Regions from separate parts of the Mus musculus genome. Here region 1 is linked to region 2. A link is a contact called in public HiChIP or PLAC-seq data. All regions are on one chromosome and are shown on one strand. Each heading gives the region's core, a stretch centred on a gene start, on an enhancer-like site or on the middle of the called end of the contact. The rest is flanking DNA. Distances are from core to core; before and after follow the strand shown. Region 1 overlaps Tfdp1 (transcription factor Dp 1). Region 2 holds the start of Tfdp1 (transcription factor Dp 1).

Region 1 (2,700 bases), core at 70-2,569, 35 kb before region 2:
AATAAAAAAAGGGTGAGTACCACCACCTGCTAGGCTGACCTGAGTTCCATCCCAGGATCCCACGCCCTCTGACCTCCACAGGTACACCATGTGCACGCCCACACTCACATCACACATGAAACAGGTTTTAAACCTGGGCCACACAAGCCTAGAAACCAGAGTGTGATCCTTGGAACCATGTAAAGGTGGGAGCGAACCACACGCACACAGGCCTCTTCTGACCTCCACATTTGCCCACATACATCACACACAAATAGTAACAATAAAAGATTTCTTTAGAAATGTCAAGTATATAGAAGCAGAAAATAAAACTGTACACACACTGTACGGTGAGACACATCTTAAGAAAACAAGTAAAGAGCCATTAAAAACAAAACAAAACCAGTCAGGCCGTGGTGGCACACACCTTTAATCCCGGCAGAGGCAGGTGGATCTCTGAGTGTGAGGCCAGCCTGGTCTACAGAGCAAGCTCCAGGACTGTGTGGGCCACACAGACAAACTCTATCTAAAAAAAACCAAACCAAACCAAACCAAACCAAAAGCACCCTTGTCACTTTCCCTGCCAACGACAGTGAACACAGGTAGGTTTGCGCCCCCCCCCCCTTTACTGTGTTAACACTTTTTAAAAAGTAAAAACCATGAATTACTTAATTGGGGGCGGAGGGTGCTGTGGGATCATTTTATGGGGACAAGCACTGTGTTCCCTTGCCTGAGCAGACAATTACCTGGGCCAAGCTCAGTTCAGCCTATCTGAAACACAGTAAGGCTGCCCCACCCCCAGCTGCTGTCACCTGGCAGAAAGCCTTGTGCCATTGGATGTAGAACCTGTTGTCGTGACGAATACTCCACCAATGGATCCCTGAGCCATTTCTGAAAAGAGACAGAAGCAGATAATAATAAAACTGGGCAGTCAAATGTGGTGGCACCTGCCTTGAACCTCATAACCTGTGAGACAGATCTCTGAGCCGGCCAGAGGCAGAGACCAAACAAAACTCCTGAAACCCAGAATGTGAGAGAGAAGCAAGCCTGCATGACCAGACAGAGCTTGGGGGAGCTCTGTGGATAGCCTGCCAGCTTGCTCTCCCTGCCCTGTGTGAGAACCAGGGGTGGCTGGGTCCCAGGCAGCACACATGTCTGCTCGGGAGTTTCCCCGTGCCGCTCTGTGTACAGTAGCACCAGAGAGTAGAAACAGGGACTAAGAGCATGAACGGGCAGCATAGCACCTTCCACCTCAGACTCATGCAGCTACAAGGCAGAGCCCGGGCCAAGCCCCAGGCCTGCAAGTGCTCCAGTGTGGGCAATGCCTTACACAGGACAGGATGATGCTCATGCAACCTGGGACAGCCTCAGAAAGCAAGCACACATCATGCATTTTTGACCGTTGACAGGATCTTTCATGACTCATCACAAGACTAGCGTGACCTGATGACTCAGCAAAGTCACCAAATTAGAAGCCCAGGGAACTGAGAGCCCTGCCTCATGCTGCCCTGACTGCTGGGCTCCAAGGACCAACCGATGGCCTTGGGAGGGAGGGCAGCAGGCCTGTCATCTCCCATCCTCACTCGGCAGACACCCAGGCACTCAGGATGGCCAGCCACAGGGCACAACTAACCTGTCACGTATGGTTCTAGAGCTTTTGGTACCAAACTTCTGGCCACCTTGAGGTCTTCAGCAGAGCAGTTGCCAGACTCCAGCCCACATGCCATGCCCATGCGCTTGAGCACCTCAATGTCATCGTGGATCTCAAACGTGTTGTCAAAGTTAAACAGATACTCAAATCTGTTGGGGAAAGGCACTGTGAGGATTACGAAGCTTCCAAGAGCAGGCAGTAAATCCACCCCCCACTCCCACCCTCCATCCCAGACCCCATAACTACTGAATTTCTCTAAAACAGTTCAAACTAGGGAATGAAAGACATGTCACTGCATAGTGATGGCCCTGGGCTGGGACACAGTGCTGCCTGCACGTGGCATGGGTGCCAGGACCACCAGAGACCATAGCTGCTGTTACTAAGCAGCCGTAAGACTGAACCCTGATAACCAAGTATCTGTTTCTTCCCCTGAGGAGCTGCACTTAGAGGGCCCACTGAGGACGAACTTGTCATTGGAGATGCTGCAGTCAATGACTGTCTTCCTGCTGGTGTTGACAATGATGAAGGGCAAGTGGATGACAGAGTTGGGAGGAGGCGGCCTGCGGGCCTGCTGCTCAGCTTGGCGATTTCTCTGCACCAAGTTCTTGAAGGCAATTTGCTGAAAAAGACCAACACAGCCCCCCCATAGATGTCAATACCAGTAACATGATCCCTTCCTTCCTGCAGATAGTGGGAACCTGGGTGTTGAGAGGTCGGCCTGTAGCAGCCTGTGGCATCTGCTCACAGCCTATAGGGGACAAGGAGCACAGGAAAGCAGTCACATGAATGACTTGCTAGAGGACACTCGGTCCTACGCTAACCCTTGTAGCACACGAAGGACCTCTTTGCAGCTGTGCAGGGATGAACCCAGAGCCAATGGTCCAGTCCTGAAGTCCACATGGACACAAGACTCTGATCTAACCCTGCCGACCACACTCCTCCCTCTACAGTGGAGATGCTCTCATAAAGACACATGTGTCTACACAGTATGAGGCCCTTCTCCACATGACAGGGGACAGGCAAGAGAGGGCAGGAAATGGGAGTGTGTTGGGCCACTGCCTACCCAGCTT
Region 2 (2,702 bases), core at 147-2,646:
AAAACTAGTACAGTGTAAGTTCCATGTTGACAGCTCTCCTGTGTGGAAACCCACTAACAAACAACACCCTCTCACACACTCATAACTGAGAGATGTATTAATTTTTTTATTTTATTTAAGCAGTTTAGATAAAGAAAAAAAAATCAAGACATCATCATCAAACCACGAAAAAAAAAACAAAAAAGAAAAAAAAAACGTGTCACGCTTCGGATGACAAAGACCATTTGTGCAGAGGGGAGACACCCACCTAACGACTCTCGCCATCATCCCTCATCTCCATCCCAGCTCCTGCCTGTAAAATGTCTTGGCCAACCCACTGCCACACACGTATGGCCACTCTCAAATAAAGGGAGAAAACTGCAACGAGCTGTGCCAACATGTCTGCAGCATGCAGCGACCATACTTACATCTTTTGCCATGTTACCAGATCCAGGAAATCAAGGCTTTAACTGCGTACCCTCCACAGAAGAAACCGTACTTATCTGGTTAAAAAAAAAAAAAAAAGAAAGAAAGAAAGAAAAGAAAAAAAGGGAGGGGATGAATAATGAATGAGAATGAGAAGAAATTTAACGCACATCGCATTTCAAAGGAAACATCTCCCCACCAGCACGAGGCAGAGGCAGGCCTCCAGGCAGCAGGGGCCTTTCTTGCACAATCCCGACAGGAGAGCTAGCCAAGCAGGTCCCACACGGGGATTTTAAGTCACCTCTCTAAATGGAAATGCTCCCTGCGGGCACCAGCAGCTCCCACCGGCAGCGGGGCCAGACCCCGGACCCTTGGCTGAGCGACGCGCAGCCGTCAGGCTCACCCCACCTGGGCACGCGGGCCCCGCCTGACCACAGGCCCCGCCGAGGCACAAGGCCCCCCACTTGGGCACACGACACTGCGTGGCTCCGCCCGGGCCGCGGCGGGCACCCCCCACCCCGGGCTGCCCAAGACCCCGAGGGGCCGCCGACCACTCTGACAGGTGGGCTCCCGGCCGCCCGCCCGCTCGCCCCACCTGTCACTAGGCCCAGCCACCAGCCCCGCGCCCTGGCGCGGACAGAGCCGGAGGGTGGCCAGGACCCCTGCCCGCCGCCCACGCCACGCCGCGTCGAGGCCGACTCCAGCTGAGGCTGGGCGGCGGGCGGGATGCGACCGGACGCGGGAACCGGGCTGGGGCGGGAACGGGGCCGCGCGCCCAGCCTGCGCCCTCCCGCCGCGACCGGCCGGTGCCCCCGCCACACCTGGCTGGCCGGCGGGGCGCGCGGGGCGGACGACGGGGGCGCGGAGGCGCCGGCCCGGAGGTCCGGCCCTGGCGGTCCCTGCCCTGAGCCAGCGGCGCCGGGACGCGGGCTCACCCTGGGCCGAGCGTCGGGCCGGCGTGACGTGCGCGCGGCGCGGTGACGTGGGCGGCGGCGGGCCCGCTGCGCGCAGCGCGCCTGCGCGCCTTTTCGCGCCTTCGGCGCCCTCCTCCTCCTCCTCCTCCTCCCGCCGCTCATCTCCCGCGCCTCTCGCCGGTGCTACCCGCCCTGGGAGAGGGGCGGGGCCTGCGCGCGCGTGCGCGTGCGGCGGGACCCGGCTGGAGACCGCCGACGCCGAACAGCGCTGCGCGCGTCTCCATGTGCGCTCGGAGAGAGGCCACGTGTGTGCGCGCCTCTGTGTGTGTGTGTGTGTGTGTGTGTGTGTGTGTGTGTGTGTGTGTGTATGTGTGTGTGTGTGTACACCAAGGGCCAACTGTATGCATATCTGTGTGCATGCGCAGGGAGTAGAGGGCCACGTGTTTGGCTCTGTGTGTGCGCGTGTACCACGCGCGCCAACGGTGAAAAGAATGTGGTGTGTGCCATACCTGCATGCACACGTAGGGAAAGGATCATGTGTGTGCACACCTGTGGATATGCAGAGTCTGACTGTATACACGTGTGTGTACATGGAGTATCAGTCGTGTGTGCACGCCTGAACATATATACAGAAGAGAACCCTCTGTGCAAACATATGGAAACCTATGTTAATGTCTGCGCACTGAAAAAAAGCAGGCGTGTGTGTACACATGAGAAAAAAGAGGTCAGTTCTGAGAGTGCTTTAAAGTACCTGCATGTGCACACAGGGAGAAGAATCTTGTTCATTTACACAGAACAAAGTAAAGACTGTTCGGATGCATACTGAACAATACAGAGACAAGATCCCCCACCTCTGCTCAACTACTGACCTCCACAGCCACATGCCCTGAGCCTGGGCTGTCAGTGATTCAGGGCAGGAAACAGCCTGTTAATCAGGTGTGTATGCATTTGCGCCTTTCACTTCAGAAACCTTCTGCTTCATCCCAAGAGGGGTCTGGTAGACCCTGAGCCTTGAAGACTCAGTCCATCTTAGAGGCCACTTCTTTAAGACTAAAGCTGGAGAGCCTGGGAGGAGAATAGGCTGGGGCTCACAAATCAGTCCAAATGGTTCAGATAAAATGACACAACGTTTCCCAAGAATATGGGACTGAAGAGCAGGGCAAAGTTAAGTACTATCAGAAAACTGTTAATGTGAGTGACCGGATTTTATTCTGGAGGAAAGGTCAATTTGACTCCCAAACTGACAGATCTTTCTCCGTTACCTGGCTGCCTCAGTCCCATGACTCAGCCCAACAGCCCTTCTTTAGCATCTGGCCGAACTGTCCGCCAGCAGCTGTCCTGTTTGAACACTGCTCAGCGGCTTTGAGGAAGCAGCCCTGCAAC

Evidence for each region. HiChIP or PLAC-seq counts read pairs in DNA pulled down with a chosen protein or histone mark.
Region 1: a contact with region 2 is called in an H3K27ac HiChIP or PLAC-seq map of embryonic fibroblasts, with 16 read pairs. The contact joins the enhancer-like site here to the promoter of Tfdp1 in region 2. A contact is called at or near these places in 3 of 39 promoter capture datasets (cranial neural crest, macrophages and maxillary cranial neural crest), 1 of 15 datasets of contacts at CTCF or cohesin (the NIH/3T3 cell line), 23 of 484 Hi-C or Micro-C datasets (B cells, ECoMG myeloid progenitors, Th1 cells and 14 more), 10 of 115 datasets of contacts at active chromatin or transcription factors (CD8 T cells, the HPC-7 cell line, the SCID.adh cell line and 5 more) and 4 of 9 other capture datasets (adipose tissue, embryonic stem cells, liver and 1 more).

The regions. Positions count from the first base shown.
Region 1 is chr8:13,372,015-13,374,714 of GRCm38.p6, reverse strand. Tfdp1 (transcription factor Dp 1) reads right to left here. Exons shown (of 12, transcript NM_001291765.1): 9 at 2,098-2,249; 10 at 1,613-1,779; 11 at 792-870. Among named protein-coding and RNA genes, the nearest start is that of Atp4b, 23 kb to the left of the region's middle. Within about 2 kb of position 1,319, at least 76 of the 459 cell types and tissues checked have an H3K27ac peak or open chromatin away from gene starts, as enhancers often do. A contact at or near this core is called in the NIH/3T3 cell line, Th1 cells, bone marrow-derived macrophages and 5 more, where this site is marked.
Region 2 is chr8:13,337,445-13,340,146 of GRCm38.p6, reverse strand. Tfdp1 (transcription factor Dp 1) reads right to left here and starts at 1,396. Exons shown (of 12, transcript NM_001291765.1): 1 at 1,341-1,396; 2 at 408-482. The coding sequence starts at 419.